Regions from separate parts of the Mus musculus genome. Here region 1 is linked to region 2. Evidence: chromatin contacts called from public HiChIP or PLAC-seq data. All regions are on one chromosome and are shown on one strand. Each heading gives the region's core, a stretch centred on a gene start, on an enhancer-like site or on the middle of the called end of the contact. The rest is flanking DNA. Distances are from core to core; before and after follow the strand shown.

Region 1 (3,147 bases), core at 166-2,665, 540 kb before region 2:
CCCCCCGTTTTTCCACTTTGGTTTTAATTTATACTTGCACATATTTTCAGGGTACAGTATAATCTTCTAATTCATGTTTGCATTGTGCAATGTTAGCAGAAGGTTTTAGTGAGTTGTTACAAAGTAGGATGACTGCAACTAATAAAACCTACTGGCTATTTTCACATGGTTAGTCCAGAGGATTCAGAATGTTCTCAGCACACTGAAATAATAAATGATGTGTAAGATGATGGGTATGCTAGTTATTGGCTTTGGGTTTTTTTTAGTGACTGCACCATTTGTTTCTGTGCTTTGAAGGTGAAAACCTGACCCTGCCACTTTGATTGCCAGAATGTTTTTTATATAGGAAAGTTTTGAGTTAAAATTCCCAATTATAAACACACACACACACACACACACACACACACACACACACACACACACACACACAGCGCATTCTCACTGCTTCTGTAAGTGAGATTAGTTCAAGCAAATTCCTAGAGAATCCATGTGGGTGGCCAATTACTAATTTATACATTGCCTTTTTGTTGTAATTTTGAGACAGCGTGAAAGCATGGTTGGAAAGTTTGGCAATTAGACTTAATTCCACAGTGTGTGGAACAGTGGCTTTTCCTGCATGGCTTTCCCTAAATTACTCTGTTCTGAGTGTCAATACTGAGGGAGAAGGAGGCTTGCTTTTATTTGTTATTTGTGAAATTAATGTTTTGTTTCAGATCTGGGACAGGAGACTCGGGGGGTGCATATTTTACATACTAAAGCAGACCTGGATTCTAGGTTCTCCCAACATCCCTCAGTCCCTATCTGGCATACCCTGTTTCCAGCCCAGGGCTGGGTTGCCCTTCCACAGGAGGTTACTCCCTATATAATCCAGACATTTTCATTCTCTCTCTCTCTCTCTCTCTCTCTCTCTCTCTCTCTCTCTCTCTCTCTCTCTCTCTCTTCCTACCTCCTTCTTCCTCTCCCCCTTCTTCTCCTCCTCCTCTCCCGTCCCCACCTTCGACTCTCCCTCTTCCTCTTCTTCCCCTCTCCCCTTTCTCCCCCTCTCTCCTCTCCCCTCTTCCCATGTGGACTTCTCTGGCCTTGGTCCTTTGGGACTGGCCAGTGAACTCTCCCCACAAACCAGCCTTTAATATAATCTAATCTGTTTTAAATTGACTCATTTTACCAACGGCAGAAAAATAACCTATCAGTTAGCAACTGCCACTTGCCTGTCATAGACATTGTTACAGACCTGTAAATAACTCGCTTCCGCCTGCGATGAATCAGCTATGAGCTGATTGATGTGGATTGGAAACATGGACAAATCTAAAACATCAGGAAACAAAACAAAGTGAATTTATCTTTGACTTTATCAAACTCACTGACTTACTAACAAAGGATGTGACGCCCTGGCTAGATCACAGAAAAAAAGAGTCAAATTGACACTGGGCGTGGTAACACGCACAGAAATGTGAGTCCTAGGAGCGGCCTCATGGCTTGAGACAGCCCTCCCAACCCCCCCTCCAATTGCCTTCACGTTGATCCAGGCTTTTACCTTAGTACAGCCTTGGTGACCCAGCTCTGCACTGAAAACTGCCTGGGGGCACCTGGAGCAGGCTTGCCTTTTGCTTTGGAGTTCTTCATGAAGAACATAATACAGTAAGTTAAGGGAAGAGCATGGCATTTTTGCTTAAAAAGTTGAAAGTAAAGCTAAAGTCATAGTCCTTGTTTGATTATTAGTCAGTGCAAGGTTTCAAGCAGGGATAAACTGGCTGAGTGACTTCATGACATATTAGAGCAAACCCAGGCACCAGGTTTTCCCTGAATGCCTCAGTCCCTACCTTTGTAGGGCCCTTCTACCTGGATTACTCTGCCCCCTACCCTAAACTTCTGCAGTCCATGGGCTGGGCTGCCCTTCCCCCAGCTGCCCTTCCCTGTATAATCCAGACATTTTGGTTACCCTCTCCTCTTTTGCACCTCCAGGCTGCAGCACCTGGTTCTGCTCTCTCCCCCTCCATCTTCCCTCTCTCCTTACAGAGCTCAAGGGTCATGTCCACTCTGAACTGTCCCTGATGTCGACTGTGCTTTTCCTTTTGTCTACAATAAATTTTCTCCTCCACCATGACCTAGAAGCACTCATATTTTTCTCTTTCTTTCTTTCTTTCTTTCTTTCTTTCTTTCTTTCTTTCTTTCTTTCTTTCTTTCTTTCTTTTTCTTTTCTTTTCATTCATCTGGTACCAAAACCCCAGACCTGTCATAATCTTTTCTTTGTATTTCTTTTTTTTTTTCATCCAGTCACCAGAAAAAAAATTTTTTTTCTCTGTTAATTTTTTATTTTGGCAAAATGTTTCCCTAAACAAGATTTGAAGGTAGGCTTTTCCTGAATGTATATAAACTGACTTTCAAGTGTTGGGATTAAACATCTGTCACTGTACCTGGCTTAACTTCTAGCTCAAATTAATTTTCCAACATGTCATTGAATAGCATTGCTATGATGATAAAGCTGAACTTCCTTTTTTTCTAGCCCAAACCTTTTTAGCTCTGTCTTTCTTACCTGACAGAGGATGGGATGCTACAGGGCAGAAAGTCATTTGATGGTGGTGAATTTGTGTGCAACTTGCCCAGAACATTTTTCCACACTGTTGAAAGATCAATTTTGAATCTGTCGATTCATTTTTGTGGTGTTTTTAGACTTTAGTATGTTAGTATCTTAAATTTCACGTTCATGTGCTTTTTAGTACTACACTATAAAAATAAAATTTCATTACCATAGTCTCATGGGAAGTAAAAAATTATGTTTTTATTGTATTTCATATGTTTATTATATTTGAAATATTGAAATAGATTAATCATTTGTATATGATATAATCATATTTTGTTTGGAGGAAAACTAAACTAAAAGCAGTAAATATTTATTGTAGAAATTTCAAATAATCAGGAAAATTAGATAAAGATGGATGATCAGTCTATAGGAGCTGGTTGATCTGGAGCACGAACAGTGGCATCTGGATTAGATTCAAATAAGGACGATTAATCTTATTTACTATAATTTTGATACTATATCTTCTGCTATTTTTAACTCTCAGAAGAGTCTCCTTTTTGGGACAGAGCCTTACTATGGTAGCCTTGGGTGGCCAGGAAATAGGACCAAAAATCAACAAGTAAAAA
Region 2 (3,479 bases), core at 841-3,340:
TGCATAATGATATGATATAGTAATAAAATAATATACAAGTTATCCTCTGACCTTACATGCGACACCCATACATGAAACCTATCATCTGTGAAAACAACTCGTGATTTACCTAATATTGACTTTTATATCCTCATCATCAACTGTCAGCAGGCAAGGTATGTACTCTAAAAAACTAACCTACATCAGTCTGAGGAATGGCAAATGACACATCATGAGTAACTACAGGGCAATTTTCAGTCAAACTGGAAACAAAGGAAAGCAATTATCGAGGCTAGGTATACGGTCAGCTGACCCAAGTGTGGGGTGAGCCGCGCGTTCTGTTTCTGCTCAAGCGCCACCCAGCGCCATACTCTGCTCCTTTTAGTGCCGCCCGCTCACATTACAACTGTGTGTGCACTAAAATAGTATGGATAAGGACATAACTTTTGCATCTCAAAATACAATCTGGCTTAACACGTCCATATTCACTTACAGTTTCACAGTTTTCAGAAATTGGACAGTTGGACATTTTTAAATGTCCCTAAGAGAGTATGGCTGAATGCTTCTACGTAGAAAACCCAAGAAATGAATCTAAAAGTTAGAATTACTCAGCTTATTTAGAATGTGGATTCATGTAGAGTAACAAATTTACATAAATATCATTAAAGTCTATATAATTAATATATATAATTAATATATATTATTCTATAATTATAAATCTATATAATTAATGTTATGAATGAGCCTGCTACTACTGTAAAAAAGTAAAGTTATTCCTTGTTCTTAGAATTTTACAATTTGCTTCAGATTTTTTTCTCCCAAGGAAAGAAGTTTGCTAGAAATCAGATTGTAGAGGAGTCTTCCTTTTATAAATCTTTATCTAGCTATTGTTTGTTTGCTTGCTTGCTTGCTTGCTTGCTTGCTTGCTTGCTTGCTTGCTTGCTTGCTTTATTGAGATAGATCTTTCTATGTCGTTCTCTTGGCTTGGAACTCATTCACTAATGCACAAGCTAGGGTTAAAGAGTATAAGGGTATAAAGTGAGAGCTCTTCCTCCTCCTCCTCCTCCTCCTCCTCCTCCTCCTCCTCCTCATCTTCCTCCTCTTCCTCCTCTCCCCTCCTCCTCCCTTTCCCTCTCTGTCCCCCTCCTCCTTGTTCTTCCTTGAGACATAATCTCACTATGTAATTTTTGTTTGTTTTTGTTTTTTCGAGACAGGGTTTCTTTGTATAGCCCTGGCTGTCCTGGAACTCACTTTGTAGACCAGGCTGGCCTCGAACTCAGAAATCTGCCTCCCTCTGCCTCCCAAGTGCTGGGATTAAAGGTGTGTGCCACCACCATCCAGGACACTGTAATCTTGGCTGGCCTGGAACTTGCTTCATGTACCAGGCTAACCTCAAACTCACAGAAATCCAGCCCCTCTGTCAACTCAGTGTTAGATTTTAAAAAGGAGGCACCACCAAGCCCAGGACAGGAATCCTCCAGTCCATCCAAACTTGCTTCTCATGCTTTCCAACCATGAACACTAGAGAAGGATGTTCTACAATATTAATTAGAGAATATGTTTCAAATCTAATATTCAACCTCCAACCATATCATACCTATATATCTCTGGCCTTAAAATAAATTCCTCAACTCCTTCCCAAAAGAATATTTTGTCAGCCATTCAAATCCTCCCCTTTTGCTTAACGTTTGGTGGTGCATTCAATCATCTACAGGTCAGCCATAAAGCCAAACACAGGAAACTGGACAGAGCTAGACATTAATTTTAAGTTAATTATGAATGTTTGATTCACTGAGGATAAATCCATGTCTGTACTTTGATAACTTAAGCCCTTGGAGAAGACCAATGCCTGTTTGCTGGGCTGTCTGAGTTTTTAGTTTTCCTGTCCTATAAACTGGTCTGGCCTCAGCTTCACTCATCCCTTAGCCATGGAGTACTGGAATTACAGCTGTGAGCCACCACTCCCAGGACTCTTACCATCCTTTGATCCACATCTTCCTTGGCAGAGACAGAACTATTGTTTTTTATGACTTCCTCAATGCAGTCCACAGTAAACAGAGTCTCTTAGGTTACCATGCTGAAGTTGTGGTTGGGAGGTCAAGCCACAAAACTTCCAACCTCTGAGTGTGAGTCAGAAGACTTAAAAGGTAGGAAATGCAGACAGCCACCACTGTGACTCAGTCTGAAAAGAAACTGGCTTAAGTCGTTTCTCAATTCATTGTAGCTGGCCATCCACACATGGAAGTTATAGTAACTATTCTCTGTTAAGCTATGGAACAGCACCACCTTTAAAAAGCAAACTACATATCTAATACATTTGTTTTCTTTGGCAAGGAACACAATAATAAAGAAAACCTCAAGAAAAGAAAACACACAAATACCATGGAGTTTTAGAACTATCAATTAAGATTATGACAATAATTGTCCAGTCCATTTAAGTTTCTTTCTAAAAATTTCAATATGATTTTATAAGTTGCCAAGCATCAAAAATTCAAAACTAAACTATATATACCATGTCAAACACAAAACAACCTCTGGAAAATAGCAGTAAGACATCTCCTCACGTAGGCGTGGCCCCTTTCTTCTCTAGCCCAGCTGACTGCTAAGTGCCTTTGCCTTTCATTTAGACAGGTCAGCATCTGGTAAAGGATTCTTTTGTCTTTCTGATTTATTGTGCAACCAACTGTAAAATGGCAAGTGTAATGGACATGGAGTTTGGACACTTCTTCCTGGATTTGTAGAAATCAAGAACATCAAATGAATCAGCATAGACATTTATAGTGTTTACCTTATCGTACAGTTGATAATGCCTTTTTGAACTCTTTAAGTAAAACTGGCTAATGAAGTGACAGTTTTCTACATATGAGATTTGACATGTGACTCATTTATTTTCTCCCTCTCCTCTTTTCCCACATCAATTGAGAAAATTTGAGATTCTGTTCACAAATGGGCTGCATAGCAAAACTATCTGTTATAAATGATTCTTTTCCAAATCTATCCAGGAATGAGAAGAAAATTTTAAACTATGTCTTATTGCCAAGTTAAACCCTTTTGATCCAAACTAAATGGGCAATGGGACAACAAACAATTGAGCCATAGCACACAAAGAATGTAAATTTTATAGTATAGTAAAAATTCACTTAACATACACACACACACATACACTCACACACACACACAAAATGCTAATACTAAACCAAAACTACTACCTGACCCAGATGTTCCACACATGGACACACATCTAAATGGCCCTAAGTTGGCACATCCATATGTATTACAGTGTTGCCCACAAAAGCCAAGATATTGACCAGCCTAAATATTCATCAACAGATGACTAAAGAAAATGTGATGCCTACATAAAGGGGGATTTTGTTCCTCTGTGAAGAAGAATGACATTGTAACAGCGGCAGGAAAATAGCCACAATATCGAGTATTAAGTTAAGAGAAACAAGCCAAACGCAAAGACACAAATACATCTTCTCTCATTTGTGGAGCCTTGA

What was found. HiChIP or PLAC-seq counts read pairs in DNA pulled down with a chosen protein or histone mark.
Region 1: an H3K27ac HiChIP or PLAC-seq map of a colorectal cancer cell line shows a contact between it and region 2, with 4 times the contacts expected there. The contact joins two enhancer-like sites. A contact is called at or near these places in 2 of 115 datasets of contacts at active chromatin or transcription factors (a colorectal cancer cell line and pancreatic cancer cells).

The regions. Positions count from the first base shown.
Region 1 is chr5:86,781,504-86,784,650 of GRCm38.p6, reverse strand. No RefSeq gene overlaps it. Among named protein-coding and RNA genes, the nearest start is that of Ythdc1, 21 kb to the left of the region's middle. Within about 2 kb of position 1,415, at least 16 of the 459 cell types and tissues checked have an H3K27ac peak or open chromatin away from gene starts, as enhancers often do. A contact at or near this core is called in a colorectal cancer cell line and pancreatic cancer cells, where this site is marked.
Region 2 is chr5:86,243,647-86,247,125 of GRCm38.p6, reverse strand. All of the region lies in intron 5 of Tmprss11c (transmembrane protease, serine 11c), which reads left to right. Among named protein-coding and RNA genes, the nearest start is that of Gm25473, 8.4 kb to the right of the region's middle. Within about 2 kb of position 2,090, at least 42 of the 459 cell types and tissues checked have an H3K27ac peak or open chromatin away from gene starts, as enhancers often do. A contact at or near this core is called in a colorectal cancer cell line and pancreatic cancer cells, where this site is marked.